2 separate regions of the Mus musculus genome follow, and region 1 is linked to region 2. The links are chromatin contacts, called in public promoter capture Hi-C maps. All regions are on one chromosome and are shown on one strand. Each heading gives the region's core, a stretch centred on a gene start, on an enhancer-like site or on the middle of the called end of the contact. The rest is flanking DNA. Distances are from core to core; before and after follow the strand shown.

What was found. Capture Hi-C pulls out chosen DNA fragments and counts their contacts.
Region 1: a promoter capture Hi-C map of adipose tissue shows a contact between it and region 2. The contact joins two enhancer-like sites. A contact is called at or near these places in 1 of 39 promoter capture datasets (liver), 12 of 484 Hi-C or Micro-C datasets (embryonic stem cells, large pre-B cells, liver and 6 more) and 2 of 9 other capture datasets (adipose tissue and liver).

Annotation. Positions count from the first base shown.
Region 1 is chr7:121,117,166-121,122,284 of GRCm38.p6, reverse strand. It overlaps Otoa (otoancorin), which reads right to left. Exons shown (of 29, transcript NM_139310.2): 12 at 3,620-3,743; 13 at 202-417. Among named protein-coding and RNA genes, the nearest start is that of Otoa, 36 kb to the right of the region's middle. Within about 2 kb of position 1,879, at least 39 of the 459 cell types and tissues checked have an H3K27ac peak or open chromatin away from gene starts, as enhancers often do. A contact at or near this core is called in adipose tissue, where this site is marked.
Region 2 is chr7:121,001,247-121,006,185 of GRCm38.p6, reverse strand. All of the region lies in intron 7 of Mfsd13b (major facilitator superfamily domain containing 13B), which reads right to left. Among named protein-coding and RNA genes, the nearest start is that of Gm25924, 21 kb to the left of the region's middle. Within about 2 kb of position 1,980, at least 22 of the 459 cell types and tissues checked have an H3K27ac peak or open chromatin away from gene starts, as enhancers often do. A contact at or near this core is called in adipose tissue, where this site is marked.

The DNA of each region.
Region 1 (5,119 bases), core at 630-3,129, 120 kb before region 2:
ATGGAGTTCCCATAAATCCATAGAAAGATGGCTGTGGTCCACAGCCAAAACAACAGGCTTCGAAATGAAACCACACTAAACTGTGAGGGGAAAATCTCTGTTATTTAAACCACTAACTCCATGTTATTTTGCTATACAGCAACCCAGTTAACATTACACTGGCCCTCAGACACTCCAGGAAAGTTGAAAGTTCCAGCTGACCTTTTCCTGAGCCAAATATTTGGCAGACAAGATGACAATCTGGCTTCTGCCCCAGCCTGTAACCTGGTTGAGGGTAGAGATGGCGCTGTGCACTGCATCGGAGGAGAGGGATTCCAGCTGACTGCTGGTCAGACCTACAACTGCATCTGACAGAGAGCCTAGGGTCTCGTTGAGGGTCTGGTTCTCTGTAGCAATGTCCAAGAGGTTGGCCTTGAGCTGGAAGGATAAGGAACTGGCATGAGCCTTGAAAGAAAGTAAGGCAGGAGCTCCCTCCAACCACCTCCTGGGTATAAGGACTCCATACTGCCCTCCCTAGACATGGGCCCAGGGATTGCAAAGCACGGTATTCTTGGTCATGGTCAGACAGTGACGGCCCCCTTGGGAACGCGTCCTCCAGGCCTGGCTTTCATGTGCTGAAAATTCACTTTGAGTTTCATTTAAATATTAATGTGTTGTTCAATCAACCTTCAAGCATGGCAGGAAGAATTTTATTCCCTTGTGACTATGCCGCATTTTGTAGCAGTCTATTTTCCTGTTGTGATCTTGAACTCTATATCCATATATTTGGTTGCTTTCCTTTTGTGAACTATCCAGGGGCCTTTTCATGTTAATATGTAATCTGCATAAGAAATAATTCTCAGCAGTACAAGAAAGATAAAGTGAAAATCCAAACTCATGAAAGTAACTATGGAAATGATCAAATGAGCACAGGGCTCAGTCATAGAACACTTTCCAAAGGAGAGAAGGAAAAAGGGAAGGAAGGAAGGAAGGAAGGAAGGAAGGAAGGAAGGAAGGAAGGAAGGAAGGAAGGAAGAAGGAAAGAGGAAGGAAGGAAGGAAGGAAGGAAGGAAGGAAAAAAGGAAGGAAAGAAGGAAGGAAAGAAGGAAAAAAGGAAGGAAAGAAGGAAAAAAGGAAGGAAGAAGGAAGGAGGAAGGAAGGAAGGGAGGGAGGGAGGAAGGAAGGAAGGAAGGGAGGAAGAAAATGAGGGAGGGATGGAGGGAGTGGAGGGAGGGAGGGAGGGGGTGGTGTATATCTTCCCAACTGGCTATATGTCGTTAGAAATATACAGTATGAAGTTCTTACAGATTTATAATGTGAACTACTTAATGCTTTATACTTTCACTTAAATCACATCTTGTACATTTCTGTGTGTTTCTAAAACTGTCTTAAAAAATTATTTTTGTTGTGATATACTTTCCTAATTACAGTCAAGAATTCCCATCTGATTCTGGTAAGGAAGGTAATATATATACTCACCGACTGTATCATAGCCTCTGTACAAAAAATAAAAACAAAAAACTGAGAGGCCAGGGAGATGGTTCAGCAGGTGGAGTTACTTGGCTACCAAGCCTCGTGACCTCAGCGGGATCCAAGACCCCACACAGCGGATTAAAAAGAACTGACTCTCAAGTGATGCTCTCTGGCCTCCATAGGCTTCATGTGCACACATATGCACACATAAACATGCACACACACATAAACATGCACACCAACACACACACACAATAAAGAATTACGTAAAAATAAATAATAAATAACGTTTAAAATGGCCTAATGTTTATGCTGTAACACATAAATTTGTGTAAACATTCATTTCAGGCACACATAACGTTACTTTCACATATGCAATCTCAAAGTTGCCACTGGGGGGCAGCAAAGCTAAGTGGAAGAATTGGTTTCAGGCTCTCTTCCGCAGGCTCCCTTCCCCAGTGTTGTTCCCATGGCACAGAAGGAAGTGAGAACTAGGGTGGTGGCTCTCATCCCCTGCTTACTCGCAGCACATGATGACTGAAATACACAATCCCAGGTCACGAGGGATCTGAGCTGGTAGCACAGAACCCAGTGAAGGCCATGGACTGAACCCACTGAGCACTCAAGTCTGAGAACTGCTGAGCTCTGCATCCCTAACCGGTTTCCCAGGAACCAGAAGATGCCCCCCCCCCAACCTCCACCCCGACCCATGTTTTCCTTGAACACAAAAATAGGCCTTGACAAATAAATGACTGTGGTGGGAGACATCAAATACAGCAAGGTGTTTGGAATTCTGTGTGAAAAACTGCTGTGGAATCACTGGTGGCTTTACCAAGATTTTCTTTTACTAACATTCTAATATTATGATTCGAATTTATAAATTAAAAAAAAAAATGATCTGAGCCGAGTGTGGTGGCGCACATCTTTAATCCCAGCACTCAGGAGGCAGAGGCAGGTGGATTTCTGAGTTCGAGACCAGCCTGGTCTACAGAGTGAGTTCCAGGACAGCCAGGGCTACACAGAGAAACCCTGACTCGAAAAACCAAAAAAAGATCTGAAACGTGAATGAGAAAAAAATAGAAATAAAAAGGCTAGGTACAGTAACACGTGCTTGAAGTCCCAGCACTCAGGTGACTGAGGCAGGAGGATTGCAAACTAGAAGCCAGCCAGGGGTGTATAACCAAACTTTACTCAAAAACTAAAATAGACGGAGAGAGAAAGGGATGGAGGCAGCCATCTGTATTTGCTAATTTGACCAGAAACAAGTCTAGGAGCTCAGTAGATAACAGACACTCACCCAGGGCTCCTCCCATCCTTCCCATGCTGGGATCAGCTGAAGACCTTCCCTTTTACATCCATCCATCCATCCATTCATTCACATCCATCCATTCATTCACCAAGAGCTGGGTCGCTCATGTGCCATGGCCCATAAGCACAGTCAGGGGACCACTTTCAGAAGCCAGCTCTCTCCTGCTACCATGTGCTTCTGGGGGTCAGATTTGGGTTGTCAGCTTGGCCCCTGCCTTGGTGACTGGTTGTTTTGTTTGGTTGGTTGGTTGTTTTTTGTTTGGGTTTTTTTTTTTTTTTTTTTGCCCCTTCAATTCAATTTATGAAAAAAAAAATCTACCATTGAGCTACATCTCGTGTGTGTGTGTGTGTGTGTGTGTGTGTGTGTGTGTGTGTAGACAGATGATAGATAGATAGATAGATAGATAGATAGATAGATAGATAGATAGATAGAAGGCCTTATTCAGGCTGACCCTGAATTTGTGACCCTCCTGTTTCATTGGTGCCTGTGGTGGAGTCTGGCAGAGCCTTTACTCCTGAGGAGTCTGTCCTTCAGCCACTTGTCAGCACTGCTGGCCTTACCCCAAACCCCTGAGCAGATCGCCCTTAGGATCCATCACCAGGCTGTGCTCATACAGATGCTAAGACTCTCCGACCACTTTCCTACCACTCATTTCAACTAGCCCTAGCTGTTTTGATTGTGTTTCAACACACCCATGTTTTGTCTACACTGCTTTTCATAATTCCCCCCTATGCTCCTCTCCTCCAGGATTGGGGACAACATCTGCCAGGATTGAAGTGCTTAATAACATGTTCTCAAAATCCAGGCCACGTGAGGGATCTGAGGCCGAGGACCCAGCGACCCGCATCTCATCCGTACCTTCTGGACGCCAGCCTGGAAGCCCCGGAGGCGGCTGCACTTGAGCATCTGGTGGAGAAGGACTTGGGCCAGGGTGGCATCCAGCAGCTCCAAACCATCATAGAAACAAACCAACAGCCCCAACCTGTGTGGGAAGATGAGAAAGGCTGGTGGGGTTGCTCAGAGCCCCACAACCCTTCCCTGCAATCCAGACATGAACACCACGACAGCACAGTAGCCAGCACTCACCCACTTCATCCTGCACCACCTACCTGGATCATCAGCTCTCAACAAACAAAACCGTTTTCATTTGAAAGCAATTAATAATATGGGTTGAGTGTGGAATGTCACCCCCAGGCTCATGTGTCTGAACACCTGATTCCCCAGCTGGTGGCAACCATGGCTACAGGAGGCGGCTCCCTAGGAGCAGACATCTGGGGGGTATACCCTGGTCTTGCTTCTGGTCTTGTTTTCAGTTTCCTGGTTGGTCAAACTGTAAGGACCTGTACCCTCACGCCCCACCACCACCGCCGTGCTTTCCTCTGAAACCGTGCATCAAGTGCATCAGAGTAAAACTCTCCTTGAAGTTGCTTCTGTCATAGGTTTTATCACAACAACAAGAAAAATAACTAATGTAGCCCTTTGTTCACAGAGACCAGAGAAGTCAGAGGACTTACCCAAAAGCAAGTGCTAGAGCTGCAACTTAAATCTAAACCCATCCCACTAAGCCACCTCGTCTCCTAGGAGGGGAAATTCAGGGAGAGGGGGATACTAAAATCCTCTCATTTCCACGTGGAAATATAGGGTGAATGATAGCTCTCTTCCCAGGATTCCTTGCCCCCATCCACCAAGATGGCCCTAAGACTTCAGAAGAAAAAATATGGCAGAATAATGAGGGAGCAGAGGAACTCTGCCGAGCTATAAGCAATATATCTAGTGGTTGAGAACATAGACTTAGGCCAACTGGAGTTTGAAGGCCGTTTCTGTGAGATGTTTGCCTCTGAATTACTCGACTCCTCTTCATACAGCAGTGCAGTGCATGCTGTGGGCTACAGTGCGGGATGAGCCTGCCTCTCTCAACTGTTAGGAACTAGGATCACTTTATTCATCATGGTGCATCATGGGAAATGTGACGGTGAAGGAATGAGAGTGACTGAGAATGAGGGTGACAGGCAGAGCCAGGGATGAGTCTTCCCAGTGGATACTAAGCACACACTCACTAGTGAATGTTCTTAGGGATCATATGAAGACTATCCAGTTCAACAGGCCAGACAAGCTGGTTGACCGCAAGCAGCCTGGTTCATTCCTCTCAGAACCAACACTGACATATTCAGACATGGACACAGGATATCATTAAGCCATAGAAAGGTGGGGTGGTGGTTATCAAGGACTCAGGGGAGGAATGTCAACAGATATAAATGTTCAGTTAGGTAAGAAGGGTAAGTTCTGGAGACCACAGTGACTATAGTTAACAAAGAGCTCAGAGTAGATTACACATTCTCCAGGCATACAAACACACAT
Region 2 (4,939 bases), core at 731-3,230:
TGAAACTTCAGGACAGAAAATCAGCAAAAAAAAAAAAGAAATGGTGCATATCTACCTATATGTCCCAACTTGAGACCCATGCCACGAGAGAAAGCATACCCCCGACACTAGTAACAATATTGTCCTTTACTTGCAGACAGGAGCCTAGGATAATTGTCCTCTGAGAGGCTCCACCCAGCAGCTATGGAAACAGATGCAGAGACCCACAGACAAACATTAGGCGAAGTTCAGGGAATCTTGTGGAAGAGGGAGGGGAAGGATTGAAGGAGTCAGAGGAGTCGAGGACATCATAAAAAAAACCCTACAGAATCAACTAACCTGGACCCATAGGGGCTCCACAGACTGAACCACTAAACAAAGAACACACCCGGGAAGGACCTAGGCCGCCTACACAAATGTAACAGGTGTATGACTTAGTCTTCATGTGAGACCCTTAACTACTGGAGCATGGGCTGTCTCTGATTCTATTGCCTTTGGTCCCCTTTCCCCTAACTGGGCTGCCTTGTCTAGGCTCAATAGGAGAAGATGCACCTAGTCCTACTGCAACTTGACATGCCAAGGAAGGTTGATAGCTGTGGGAAGCACTGCCTTCTCTGAGGAGAAAAGGAGGGGGAAATGGGGGAAGGTGAGGTGAGTGGGACGGATTGGGAGGAGAGGAGGGAGGGGAAATTATGACTGGAATGTAAAGTTAAAAATTTAATTAAAAAGAAAAAAGAAATCTTGCCTCTGGCTTCCACATGCTAGGAATAAAGGCATGTGTGGGATTAAAGGCATGTGCTACCACACCTGGTGATTTCAGTGTTCTTTAGAGCTGAATAATATTTTATATATGTATCAGATTTTCATTATTCATTCATCTGCAGATGGACACAAAGATTGGTTCTAATTCATTGCTATATATAATAAATAGAACCACAATAAATGTGGATGTACAAGTATCTTTATGGTAGGATAGAGAGTTCAGAAGGAATGGTGCATATATAATTTTTGACATACTTGTATAGCTTGGGGTTGAGCTCATTGGTAGAGCATTTACCTAATATGCCCCAAGCCCTGGGTCACATCTCTAATATGGAAAAAGAAAAAAGAATGGAAAAAAAAAAGGAAGAAACAAACATGCTTATATATAAACCAGATCACAGGAAGCCATTATTCTTTTTGTTTTGTTTTGTTTTGGATTTTTTTTGTTTGTTTGGTTTTTTGGTTTTTTCGAGACAGGGTTTCTCTGTGTAGCCCTGGCTGTCCTGGAACTCACTCTGTAGACCTGGCTGGTCTCGAACTCAGAAATATGCCTGCCCCTGCCTCCCAAGTGCTGGGATTAAAGGCATGCGCCACCACGCCCGGCTTGGTTTGGATTTTTAGATAGGTTCACATACTACAGTTCAGACTGGCCTGGAACTCACTGTATAGTACAGACTGTCTTCAAATTCATGGCAATCCTCCAGCCTCAGTCTCCCTGTGAGCTAGTATAACAGGTCTAAGCAAAAACTATTTCTAAACTAATGATTTTTATTTATTAATCAGTTATATACAATACACCAGTAGATGACAGTGTAATCCAGTGAATAAAACTGACAGTCTATGACCCCTGGTGAAAATGGACCTTTGTATTCCTTTTTTTTTTTTTTTTTTTTAAGGCACAGCATGACAGGTGTTTCTTTCTTTTTTTTTTTTTTTAAGATTTATTTATTATATGTAAGTACACTGTAGCTGTCTTCAGACACACCAGAAGAGGGTGTCAGATCTCGTTACGGATGGTTGTGAGCCACCATGTGGTTGCTGGGATTTGAACTCCGGACCTTTGGAAGAGCAGTCGGGTACCTCTTACCCACTGAGCCATCTCACCAGCCCGACCTTTGTATTCCTAATGTTCTATGAAGCAGCAGGAGTTTGGTCAGGACTGCAGGGCACTCCCTGCACATGGAGTTGGAGTGTTTACTGCATCCCATGCAAGCAGCCAGTCACAGGCTTGTGTTTGTTTGTAGTTGTGGCTTCTCTCACCTCTGGACTTAGCTCAGTATACTGGACTTGCCCTTTTGCCTCCCTAACACCATGCAAGCAGAACAAGAACAAACCTTAGGACTCTAGCTCTCAGCTCAGTATTAACACTACAAAAATTCAATGAGTGTCTGCCAAGAAGAACATAAATCTACTTGGTTGAGCAAGTGAAAGGAGGAGGTGTTTGCCATATCACCCTGGAGCTGAATTGTGCATTCTCTTGTGTAATATGCTGGCAGCTTGGTCTATAATTTCAAAACTATCTGCTTCATATTTGCAATGCTAGGGGTTGAATCACATACACACTTGGCAAGTGATTAACCATTGGACAACATCCCGAGAGTTCATGTAATTTTTTAGCAGGAGATTATATACATTTGATGATCTATTTCTTTTCTTCTTAACACAATGTCTCATTGTGTAGCCCTGGCTGGCCTCAAACTTACTATTTAGATCAAGATAGCCTCAAACTCACTGTCAGGTGTGGTGGCACACCCCTTTAATAGTAGCACTCAGGAGGCAGAAGCAGGGGATTTCTGGGTCAGCCTTGTCTACATAGCAAGTTCTAAGGCAGCAAGGGATACACAGTGAGACCCTGTCTCAAAAACAAAATGAACAAACAAACAAACAAAAAAACCAGATGTGTGCTACCATACCCAAGCACGGTCATACATTTCCACTATAACTACATGAAATATCTTACCCCATATGGATTATTCTGGTTTTCTTGTTCAAATTACCCAATTATAGATCTCTATTAACAAATTCGATGACTCTATTTTTGCAGAATTAAGTGTATTACTGAATCCTTTAGGAAGTAAATATCATGGCCTGTGAATGGCTCAGCAGGTGAAGAGTCTTACCCCAAAGGTTGATAATCTAAGTTTGATCCCTGAGACCCACAGAGTGAAGAGAGAGAGCCAACTTCCACAGGTTGTCTTCTGACAGCCACAGGTATACCCATATGCATGCACGCTTGCTCGCGCGCACGCACGCACGCGCACACACACACACACACACACACCTGGAACTCACAATGTAGCCGAACCTGGCCTAGAGCTCATACAATCTCCTGCCTCACTCAGCTTCTCAAGTACTGGCATTACCACTACATTTAGCTCAGAAATAACAGCTCTAAAGAACACTGAAATCACCAGGTGTGGTGGTGCATGCTTTTAATGCCAGTACTTGAGAGGCGAGACAGGTGGGTCTCTGTGAGTTCAAGGCCAGGCTGGTCAACTTAGTGATCTCTAGGACCGCTAGGACTACATAGAGATACACTAGAGAGAGAGAGAGAGAGAGAGAGAGAGAGAGAGAGAGAGAGAGAGAGAGAGAGAGATCAGATGCTAGAAAACTTATCTGCAAGAGTGACATGTATTTACGTTGGTAGATCTCAACTCAGCAAAGCACACCTGCTGAGTACTACAGTTAACCTCTGGACTTTCAGGTAGTATGTGCCACATGAGGCCACCAGAGGCCAAGGTTTAGTTATCACTTAAAAGATAAATGATACCCAAGTGCCTGTGTGTGCTTGTATCTCTATAAATGCTTTCGGTATCACGAAACTAGTTTGCCAACATGTCAGACTGCCAACGTGTCATGTTGCTGAGCCAACAAGAATTAGTACTCAGAGCCGCTGTTCCCAAGACTGTAAATCTCTAGGTTCTTTAGTTTGGCTTCACAAATGGGAAAAGGTGGGGAACTTTAGAAGATGTTGGTGGCTAGATCATACCTCTAGAGTTTTAGATTGAACTGGTTTGGGGTGTGACCTGGCCATTGGAGCTTGTAATGCTAATGTACAAATGGAGTTGAGAATTTTGACTGTTGGGCCTTTATGTTTTTTGAGAACACAGATAATTAGAGAAAGGGAGACACATCTGTTCTTCCTCCCTTACTGTCACAATGATAAAATTGGTGATTTGTGGCCGTGAGACTCTTTGACTGAGTCTGTCATCATGGCTTCCTAACCACAAACTTGCTTGAGGCTTTTTAATGCTACCTAGGTTTGGTTTACAGCAACTTTCCCACTAAGTAAAATAGTCACCTAGTACATGGAGAAGCTGAGATTATGAAAGAGTTCCTTCAGATTCTATTAAATGATGGGGATGCTGCTCAAGGCCCAGAAAGTAATCCCCAGTACCACAAAAACAAACGCGATCAGATTATATGAACTTTACCAGCACTTGGATTAAGAGTTCTAGGTCAGAGACCAGTAAGATGGCTTGGTGAATAAAGGCACTTGCTGCCAGGCCTGACAACTTAAGTTCAATATCTGGGACTCACATAGTAGAAAAAGAGAACCAACTCCTGCCTTAGAGTATGTACATATGGTTCCTGGTGTGTGTGTGTGTGTGTGTGTGTGTGTGTGTGTGTGTGTGTGTATGTGTGTGTGTGTGTGTGTATGTGTGTGTGTGTGTGTGTATGTGTGTGTGTGTGTGTCTGTGAATGTGCATCTGTGTCTCTGTGTGTATGCACCTGTGTCTCTGTGTGTGTGTGTCTCTGTGTGTGTGCATCTGTGTCTGTGTGTGTGTGTGTCTGTGTCTCTGTGTCTCTTTGCACATTGAATAATCAAATGTACAACTTTTTAGAACCAAATATGTACAGTGTTAATTCTTTACTCTAAGAGTTTTCTCTGCACGTTAAGCTATTTTTCTGTTTAAAATTTTTCATAGTAAAAATTTGTGAGGAAAAACAAGATGTCTGGATTGAGAAGTAGAAGAAAGGGATGTGGATCAATATGTGCTGACACTCAAGCATTCAGATGCAGACAGCTAAAGCTACAGGTAATCACGATGGAACTTTCTCCATGTTCTCATGTATTTGAAAACGTTCATAATAAAATATTGGGGGAGGAGTTATAACAAACCTTAAAAACATTTGTCTATGTAGAAAAATCATAAAACTGACAGAAAAGAAACTGCTAGAACTAAAAAGTGATTAT